2 separate regions of the Sus scrofa genome follow, and region 1 is linked to region 2. The links are chromatin contacts, called in public HiChIP or PLAC-seq maps. All regions are on one chromosome and are shown on one strand. Each heading gives the region's core, a stretch centred on a gene start, on an enhancer-like site or on the middle of the called end of the contact. The rest is flanking DNA. Distances are from core to core; before and after follow the strand shown. Region 1 has its middle 23 kb from the start of HIVEP1. Region 2 has its middle 49 kb from the start of ADTRP.

The links. HiChIP or PLAC-seq counts read pairs in DNA pulled down with a chosen protein or histone mark.
Region 1: a contact with region 2 is called in an H3K27ac HiChIP or PLAC-seq map of skeletal muscle, with 2.0 times the contacts expected there. The contact joins two enhancer-like sites. A contact is called at or near these places in 2 of 47 Hi-C or Micro-C datasets (embryonic fibroblasts and liver) and 1 of 2 datasets of contacts at active chromatin or transcription factors (skeletal muscle).

Annotation. Positions count from the first base shown.
Region 1 is chr7:8,490,190-8,495,366 of Sscrofa11.1, forward strand. No RefSeq gene overlaps it. Among named protein-coding and RNA genes, the nearest start is that of HIVEP1, 23 kb to the right of the region's middle. Within about 2 kb of position 2,687, at least 3 of the 83 cell types and tissues checked have an H3K27ac peak or open chromatin away from gene starts, as enhancers often do. A contact at or near this core is called in skeletal muscle, where this site is marked.
Region 2 is chr7:8,360,740-8,365,548 of Sscrofa11.1, forward strand. No RefSeq gene overlaps it. Among named protein-coding and RNA genes, the nearest start is that of ADTRP, 49 kb to the left of the region's middle. Within about 2 kb of position 3,417, at least 7 of the 83 cell types and tissues checked have an H3K27ac peak or open chromatin away from gene starts, as enhancers often do. A contact at or near this core is called in skeletal muscle, where this site is marked.

The DNA of each region.
Region 1 (5,177 bases), core at 1,437-3,936, 130 kb after region 2:
AGTAGCCTAGAATTATTTTACCTATTTCCATAAGAGTGGGTTCTTGTCCTTTTACCAAAGGTTAAACAAAAACAAGCTTGTTTAAGGTGTTTAAAAGGCAGAGCCTCCAAACCCTAGAATCGGTCCACTGAGTGTCCTATTCACTGCAGAAGGGAAGTGGCGGGGATGTGACCTCTCTTTGCGTTTGCTCAGTTACCAAAAATCTTCTTCACGACCTCTGGGGTTTTATTGCTGCGCAACTCCACCTCCTTTTGTATTGTTTTTCTAGTTACTTGCTGTTCTTTTCTCTAAGGTAGCTGTTTAGCTCATCAATTTCAGCCTTATTTCTAACTAATGTATGTAAACCCATAAAACTTTTTTCTAAATAGAGCATTAAGTCTATCCTATAAGTCTAATATGTAGTATTTCATTTTCAGTTTCTAATTTTCATTGTGGCATCTTCTTTGATCCATGTTCTACATAGATTTGTATTTCTTAATTTCTTAGTTTCCAAACACATATGTTTTGTCTATTTATCTTTTCGCATTACGTTACCATTTAATCGCCCTGAGTCAGAGAAAATTTACTTTGTGATTTCAATCCAAGTGTCTCGAGTTTTATTTAATGGGTCACTAGGTTGTCAAGTTTTGCAAATGTTCTACATGTGTTTAAAATGAATATGTATTCCCAGTGTTTCATATGTGTTCATCAAGTTTTTCAATTGTATTGTTCAAATTTTCTATATTCTTGCTGACTTTTGTGTAAATATTTTTATTCCTCAATGAATTTATTACATTTATAGTTGTACAATGATCATCACAATCCAGTTTTATAGGATTTCCATCCCACAACCCCAGCACATCCCCCCACCCCCCCAACTGTCTCCTTTGGAAACCGTAAGTTTTTCAAAGTCTGAGTCAGTATCTGTTCTGCACAGAAGTTCATTCTGTCCTTTTTTCAGATTCCACATGTCAGTGAAAGCATTTGATGTTGGTGTCTCATTGTCTGACTGACTTCACTTACATTCTTGCTGACTTTTAGTCTGCGTGCTCGCTCAGATATTGAGAGAGATGCTACAACCTCTGCGCATTTGCCTGTTTTCCTTTATAGTTCTGCCAATTTTGCTTTACATATTTTGGAGCGATATTGGGCATGTGTCACCTTAAATAGTTAATATCTTCTCTGTTAATTGAATTTTTATCGTTAAAGTGCATCCATTCATATCTGGTAAAGAGATTAAACTTTGCCTTAGGAGTTCCCATCGTGGTGCAGTGGTTAACGAATCCGACTAGGAACCATGAGGTTGCGGGTTCGGTCCCTGCCCTTGCTCAGTGGGTTAAGGATCCGGCATTGCCATGAGCTGTGGTGTAGGTTGCAGACGCGGCTCGGATCCCACGTTGCTGCGGCTCTGGTGTAGGCCGGCAGCTACAGCTCCGATTCGACCCCTAGCCTGGGAACCTCCATATGCCGCAGGAGCGGCCAAAGAAATAGCAAAAAGACAAAAAAAAAAAAAAAAAAAAAAAAAAAACTTTGCCTTAAAGTTTTACTTGACAGATATCGATCTAGGGACACCAGCTTTTTGGGTTGATAGTTTATATAGTATATCTTTTTCTATCATCTTATCTTCAGCCATTATATATCCTTCTGTTTTAGATGTGTTTCATCTAAGCAGCTGAGTGTTACATTTTTATTCAGTTTAATAACATCTTTATCTTTTAATTGGATCATTTAGTCCATTTCCACTTGATGTAATTACTAATATATTCTTTTAAACCTACTGTCTTATTGAGTGCTTTATTAGCTATCCTATTATTTTATGTTCCTTTTTAGCTTCCATTTTTTTTACGTCTTTTGGATTTCTTGTCATTCTTTGGGGTTTTTTCTCTGCTAGTTTAGAAGCAGTACACTCATTGATTATTCTTTTAGAGATTGGCCTAGAGGTTAGAGCAGTCATTTGTGACTTATCAAAGTCTAATACTAATTTATAACTTTTATTCTCTTTCCGGAAAATGCAGGAACAGAACAACCCTCTCACTCTATTTGTCCTGTTCTCAGGCTCTTCCCTTTTTATTACTGCCTGCTCTTATTTTCATAAATGTGATGTACTCTCAGGTCACATTGAAAATACAGATCAGAGACTTTTAAAATAGCTTTTTGTTTATTGGAATAAATAAAGAAGTTGATGAGGAAGAATAATTTACTTTATTGTCTCAAATTTGTCCCCTTTTCTGAACCTCCAAGTCTTTTCATATGTCTGGTGATTTGTTGCTGTTTCCTTTTAGCTTTCCTCATGAAGGCCAGTCTTTGTCCAATACTGGTAGTTGAGTGGGGTTTGTCGGAAGCTCTGTGAGTTGTTCGGTAGACTGTATAAAAAGTGAAAGCAACTATTTCTCTTATTGAGTGCACACCCCTTCACTCTATGGCTTCACAACTTCTCCTATCAAGATTTGAGGTCTGTTTCCCTATGCCTCAATTCGGGCTAGCCTTTGATAAGCAAAATATGTCAGGGTCATGTACTAATTCCAATTCCAAGCCAAGGCCTCAAGAGGTTCTGTGTATTTTGGTTCTTTCTCTTGAATTTGGCAGAACCACCAAATAAAGATCCAGCTAGTCTGCTGGAGGATGAAAGACCATGTAAGGACATGTGGCATCACAGCTGAGGCCTTCCTAAATCAACCAGCCTCAGCCAACCCAGCAGCTGACCGTACCCACAAGTAAACCCAGCCAAGACCAGAATAACCACTTAGGTAAACCCGCCAAATTGTCAGCCTGCAGAATTGTGGACTCAATAAATCTTTCAAGTTATGAAATTTTGGGATGGTTTGTCAGGCAACAAAAGCTAACTGACACAAATCCCTGTTTAAAGCTTTTAGACTCAGAAGAAAGAGGAGAAAAAAAGTTTGGACTTTCTCATGTTTTTCTTGCTTAAAGGTCTAGCAGTCTGTCATGTAGGGAGGCAGTCCTAGGTTGGGGATTTTGACCCACTTGCTAAGAGTTTGTGGATCAGTAACCCTTGGTGGGCCTCATTCTCACCTAGTAGTAATAATGTGGCTATCAGGAGACAGTGGCCAGAAGACTATTTTTATAGCATTGTGGCCTCTGCTCTAAGCTCAGAGAAAGCCCATACGCCTCCATAAATATCCAGAGCATGAAAACACTGGAATACATGGAGGTGAAACTAGATAAGAAACTAGTAGCTTACCCTGCAGAGGCTACACCTCTGTAATGATTCATCAGATCGAATGAGAGCAGAGAATTTTAGGGAGTTAGTTCAAGCTAGCAGCAAAAGATATGGCTGGTGCTAAATCTCGTTTGGACAATCGGTCACCTTAGGACACCCCAAGAAAAGAGTAACTTACTATTAATAAAGATGTCCCACACAGCTTTGTATAATCACTATCATTACATGTTTTCTAGTAAGAAATAATACATCTATTTGATTTGACCTATTGTGCTAGCAAGATTGGGGCAATTAATGTAAAAGAGCCTGAGACCTCCAAACAAAAGAATGAAAAAATAGGCGAAATGTTCAGTTGATGATTCTTTCTACTCCAAGCACCTTAACCCTGAGTTGTCCCTACAGTGCAAGCCAGCAGAAAAGTCGAACAAAGGTTTGGAGCCACTCACTCAAGCCAACAAGTTTTGGAATGCCTAAGACTTGTGGAATACTTTTAAGTGTTAGAAAAATAATCATAATAAATCAGACGTTTCTCAAGATGGCTTCAATGAGGGCTTTCCTCAAGGAAAATGGGACCTAGTAGGAAGAGAGGCAAGTAATTTAGTCATGGTAATACATCCTCAGAAGAGATAGGTACCATCTGAAAGTGGGAATTCCGTGGGAAGTCCGTGAAGAGTAGGGATCAGTCATTGCGTCCTCAAGGAGGCATCATCTGATCTCGAAGGAAAAGCAGGATTTGCATCAGGAAGTAAGTCCAGTGAGGGGCGGGAGAAGACGGATGTCCTTTGAGCGTTGGGAAGGACATCAGCCCAGACACCGAAGAAGGAGCCTTAAGTCCGAGTCAACAGATCTTTTATCTAGGAGGCAAAGTGAAGGTTGACAGAGACCAGGCAGGAAGCGAATAACTACCAATATGACCCAAGAAGGTCACCAAGTCCTAATTTCCGTTTCCTCGTGAAATTTAGGTGTTAAAGTCGATGTCTAAGATTTCTGCCCGTTCTAAAATTCTGTAGGGCTTGGAACAAAACACTGTTGTATTTTAAATCATTAAAGAGACCTGTAGACAGAGTTTCATTCTTACAGCCTACTGTTGGTCATATTCTTGATTTATTTAACATCGAATCCCTATATGGGAATGCAATAGCTAATTGTAACACTGAAACTATGAAAATATGGTTTGTCTTAAAACATTGTATTCTGACCAGAGCTCTAGGAAAGCCTTATGGTAAATAAAACACAAACTTTGTGCGTTACTAATGTGTACAATAGAAATTGGAAAATATGCTGGGGGGACTGAATTGTTAGATATAAATGTAAGATAAGCCTTTAGGGAGGAAAAGAAAAAGATTAAAAAATAAAATGATACCTCAGTTGTAAACATGAGGCCCATTACAGAAAGAGGAATTACAGAAAGAAATGAAATTTTTATTGAAACTTGATTATGCTAAAAAAGGAAGCTTCAGAACTTGTTACTCATCTTTAGTTTTGTGTGAATAAGACTAAAAGCAGAAAGAGGTGAAACTCTAAAATTACCCTGATTAAGAACTGCAGCCCACTTACATGCCTAATGATTTAATAATCTACCCTGACTGTAGTAGTCTATAAAATCATAAAAGTACATTCAAACATTATTTTCAGTACTTTTTTGTTCGTTTGTTTTTGCTTTTTAGGGCTGCACCCATGGCATATGGAGCTTCCCAGGATAGGGGGAGAATCTGAGCTATGGCTGCCAGCCTCTGCCACAGCCACAGCAATACAGGATCCCAGCCATATCTGCAACGTACACCACAGCTCACAGCAACGCAGGATCCTTTACCCACTGAGCCAGGCCAGGGATCGAACCCAAGTCCTCATGGATCCTAGTGGGATTCGTTTCTGCTGAGCCACGACAGTACTTATCATTTTAACGCTGAAAAAGTATTTTGATGGCATTTCTGATACCTCTAAAGGTGTACTTTAAATCTCCATTTACCTTCAAGTACAAAACTTTGATGGTTTAGCTCAAGCAGTGGTCATTATC
Region 2 (4,809 bases), core at 2,167-4,666:
GCCTGTACTCTCTGTGGAATTGCTTCCTCTTCCTATGAGGACACCAGGCATATTGTATGAGGTCCCACCCATATGACCTCATTTAACTTTAAATTCCTCTCTAAAGGCCCTATCTCCAGAAACAGTTACCATAGGGCAGTAGGGCTTCAGCATTTCAATTTGGAAGGATATAATTCAGTTCATAATATGCTAAATAATTTTTCTTTTGCTTACTTTTCTTGACCTTATATGAGAATTCAAGAATATTGTCCACACTGATTTTCTTTAAAACACTTAATTCTCTGGGTTTCTGCAGCCCCCACATGCTTCTAATTTTCCCCCTACTTCTCTGACTACTTCTTAGAGACTCATCTTCTAGCTTATTTTTTACTCTCCAACAGTTTAGTGTTGGAGTTCCTCAAGGCTTTGACCTTGATTCCTTCCTTGCTCATTCTAGATACACTCTTTCTACATGAGCTCATCCATCTACATGACTTCATCTCCTAATAACATGGAGAACTCTCAGTTTTTTATCAGTAGATCAGAAGTGTTGACTTCTCTGTGCATTTGCCCCTGCCTGAAATATAACAGACTTTGAGAAAAACAGTGTTTAGTGCTATTTTTGCTAATTTTAGTGCTACTTTTTCTTGTTTAGAATGTTTGTTGCATTGAAACAACTACCCTGTAAAATAACCTGTCATTCCACTGAACCATTACACCCAAAGGAGGGAATTTCCAGGGTAGTCTCAGATTAACTCGTGTGGCCTTCAGAACCACATGTGTAGTTGCTCTTGACATCAAGGCGGCAGGGCAAGGGGGGAATTCCAAGTTGCAGAGTGCATGAAAATAATTTTTTAAAGTTAACTGATAACCATCTCCACTGCAAGCATTCTGTGACTCTGTCATTTCATGGGTAAGGACTCTGATATTATTACCACACATTGTCAGTGTGGAAGAGGGGGATTTTTTTTTTTTTTTTTGGTCTGAGCTGAGTTATTCATTTGCTGGGCTATGGTGAATAGTTTCAAGATATTACAGATCTCTAGATTTTAGATGTAATTATACAGTTCCTGAAATGATAACATTACTAATTATTACTAATTAGAAATGAAAAGGGTAAAATAAATCATTTGCAGAGAACACATACGTTGAGCATCTGTGCTGGGTATTGAGTATTGTGCTAATAAGCAAGGGAGAAAGGCAAGGATAACAGAAGATGGGAAGCTCCCAAGACAAGTTCACAGACCTCAGCAGTGTTGTGATTGTGCCGGGGCCACCTGTCATGGAATGACTCAGGTCATTCCATGTGCCCTTTTGAATACACACACATTAGCTTCCCGGCCTTGGAATAGATCCTGTGTATGTTTCCCAGAAAGACTGCCTACCTCCACTTTGATTTAGATGTGCAATTCTGACCATTCAAGTTTCTTTCACCAGGAACTATTTAATTACACACATTCAATGTTTGTCCTGAGGTAGTAAACTAGCCTGTGATAATGCTATCAAAACCTCCACCTGAATTTTGCTCAAATGAATCAAACTTATCAAATATCATATGATTAACATTTCTGTACTTCTGTATTTATAGTCTTTCAAAGACTCTTAACTCAGAATAGTTCCAGTAGACATTGGTTGACTCTTCCTTTGATTTTTTTTTTTTGGTTGTTGTTGTTGTTTCTTTCTTTGCCTAACAAGTTTCATTTTATTTAAGAAAAAAAATTAAAAATCTTCCTTTTTTTGGTAGATGCAGGGTTCCCTGTATCATCTCTGTCCACTATGAGTGATGTAACCTCACCAAACCTTATCTAAAACTTTAGGATAAGGATAGATGGGATTTCCACACAAATGCCCAAACTAATGAAAAGAAAAGAAAAAAAAATTAGAAATAATGGGGAAACAAATACCTTAGGCAACTTATCTCTGAAGAAAAAATAAAAGGAACAACTTCACCCCATTTCAAGTGGAGTTAAGTGGGTTCCAGTAAAATGGAGACTAACTGTGCTGGAATGATTCGTGCCTCCCAGGCCTGCCTCCGTTCCCATGAATGCCTCTGTATTTTTCCTATATATGGGTTTCTCACTGCATTCAAAAGGAACTCAGGGAAGTGAAGACTTCCCAGCAAGAGGAAATGAGAGGGGGATGAAAAAAGAACTGATTGCAGCTGAGCTCACCCAGATGGTAAAAAGGAAAAAAAAAGTGACAATTTTAACCTTAGACAGCAGTATAGTGGTAAGAAAAGTCAGCTTGAGCTCAACTCCAGTTTCCTCTTTGATGGCTAAATACATGTTAAATTACTTTGTAAATATTTTTAAATGAGTGGTTTCGGAGTGGGAACAGTGAAGAAAGAAAGGGAAAAAAAGGTTAACTACCAAACATAAAACAACCATCTCACACAGCCGATGGCCAACTTTTACAGCTGGATTTTTATAAACTCCTTGAAGAGTTGGGCAAGGGACAGGTTTATGATGTTACCATGGCAGTACTGCAGTTTTTGACAAAACATTGTGACACTGAAGCAGATGTATGATGGGGAGGTAGGCATGGCGGTTGGGACAAGTATGAAGGGATTTAAGACCCTCACTCAATATTTCAGTGGAGAGTGTCGAACCGAAATGTCACTGGATTTAATTAACTGTAGAATGAAAGGTGAAGGGTTAATCCAAGGTCAGTGTGAGGGAAAATGAAGCTTGTGGCACATGCAGCTATGATATTTGCTAAACGCACGCTCTAGGCTATTAGAATAGTAAATTAGCAAAGTATGGGAAAGAATCAGCACGAGTTTCTATAAATCAGTTTGATATGATGGTGTTCAATTATTTAATTTCCATATACATTTCTCTATGATTCTGTCAACCCAATAATTTCTTCTGAAGTGGTAAAAATGACTGCCAAGTGAATAATAAGCATTCTCCAGTTATTAAAGTGAGAAACAACTTGAACTCTATTAGAAACAACTGAATTTTGTTTAATAGTGTCTGACGTCTGTATTTGCCTGTTTATACTACCAAAAAAAAAAAAAAATTCCCTATTCACAGAGAGAAAAAGAAAACCTGTTGGGCTGACATTATTTTCCTTCCCACAGAATCCTGACCAAACATGTTTGAGGAGAATGAACTCTGTAATACTATCTAGAATAAGGAAGATGGTCAGGCATATTGAGCACCTTAAGGGTTCCTTAACTGATTCAACAAATGTTGCTTGAGCATCGGGCCAGGCATTGTGCAAGGCACTGTGTCCCCACTAACCAACAGGACAGAATTGTTCTTGTCTTCATAGAGCCCCTGGGCTGGCATGCAGAGCACTGTCAGCTCTTCAGAACAGAGCTCTCGGGTGGGTAGAGAGTAGTCTAGCCTGCTCACCAGAAGGATAATTAAATGGTGGTCACTTTGGCAACAAAAATTACAGGAATGCTAACTGATTTGCCAGAGATGACCAGCTGTTCTAGTGTGTGCAGACATACTGAGTAGTTCTCTGATTTCTATTCTCTGACCTAACCGCTAGATAGATGCTTCAGTCTTTAATTCCTCATCTATACTTGCATGTAGTATTAAAGATATATTTTAACTCAACATTTTTTTCTGGATTCATCCAATAGTATAACTTTAATACACAACCAAAAATGAGTGTCTACACTGGTCTGAGTGCTGTAATGAGAATATATTCCCTACTTGCCACGAAGGTAGTAAGAAAGGAAAATCCGTTGGCTTTTGCAAAGTCACAAAATAGTTAATTCCCAAGAGGGTCTTGAAAAATGTTAAGATGAAAAGAAAACATGAGCCAGGCATAGACATCAGTCTAAGCCAAGGTACACGCCAACCTTGGCCAAGGATTGCTAGCTTTAGAAGAAGGCACTGGGTAACTCTAACTGCAGTGATATCTGTGGAAGATTTTAGAGGGAGCTCCATTCAGCAACAGCTTAGAGGGAATGGCCGAAGATTAAGCATAAGCCTGGGTGAATACTGCAGCCTCCACCAGCTGCCCTTTCAGGGCTGACCTTGGAGCTTAAGGGCCTGACAGCTGTGAACTTTAGCAGTTGTGGAAACAGGATCCTGGAGTGTCTTTACTGCTACCCCAACAGCTTGTGCTAGTCATCCAGTTGAAATCTTTACTGAAAGTCTGTTCTGTGGCAGCCATTGTACTGGGTGCTAAAGTATAGTCCTGGACAGGAAGACCCTGACCTTGGGTAGTTCAGTAGAATTGGCGGTGTAGAAGTGTGAGCTGGTGATGTGGATATTTCAGTAAACTGACTTTTTAATTGCATTGAGTAACCCTTGCCCAGGTCCTTCCGGTGATATATGTTGTTCAGGTAGACACAGGACAAGGACCTCTGCTTCATGAAGGTCAGGTGTGGCTGCCACAAAGGGGAAAGGTCAGAGAGGGGTCCCCAGCTCCTCCTCCATACTGGGCAGGTCTGCACTACTCTCACAGCAGCTATTTGGAACTGTTACCTGGGTGCAGCAGCCAAACTGGCGATCTGTTTATACTCTAAAAGCTCCACACCCCATGGGAAACATCCCATTCTGCAGGTGGTGTGTAGACACCCATTGACATACGTGTCTGTGCCTGGAAGAGACAATGGAAGAACAAGAGTGGGGGATATGGTACTCATGGCCTAAAGACATAAATTTTCATAGGATTCTTAGTTGACTGCCCCACAAATGCTCAAACTAAACTGATATTAATCACTCTTACTCACTCATGGATTTTCATCTTCCACTCTAGGAATAAATACACCTAATTTGAACTAATTAAGCAAAACAGCGTCAAAAATCCTGCCTAAAAAAAAGGACTGTCATGTTAAATACTGATTAAAGCCAGTTTTGGAAATTA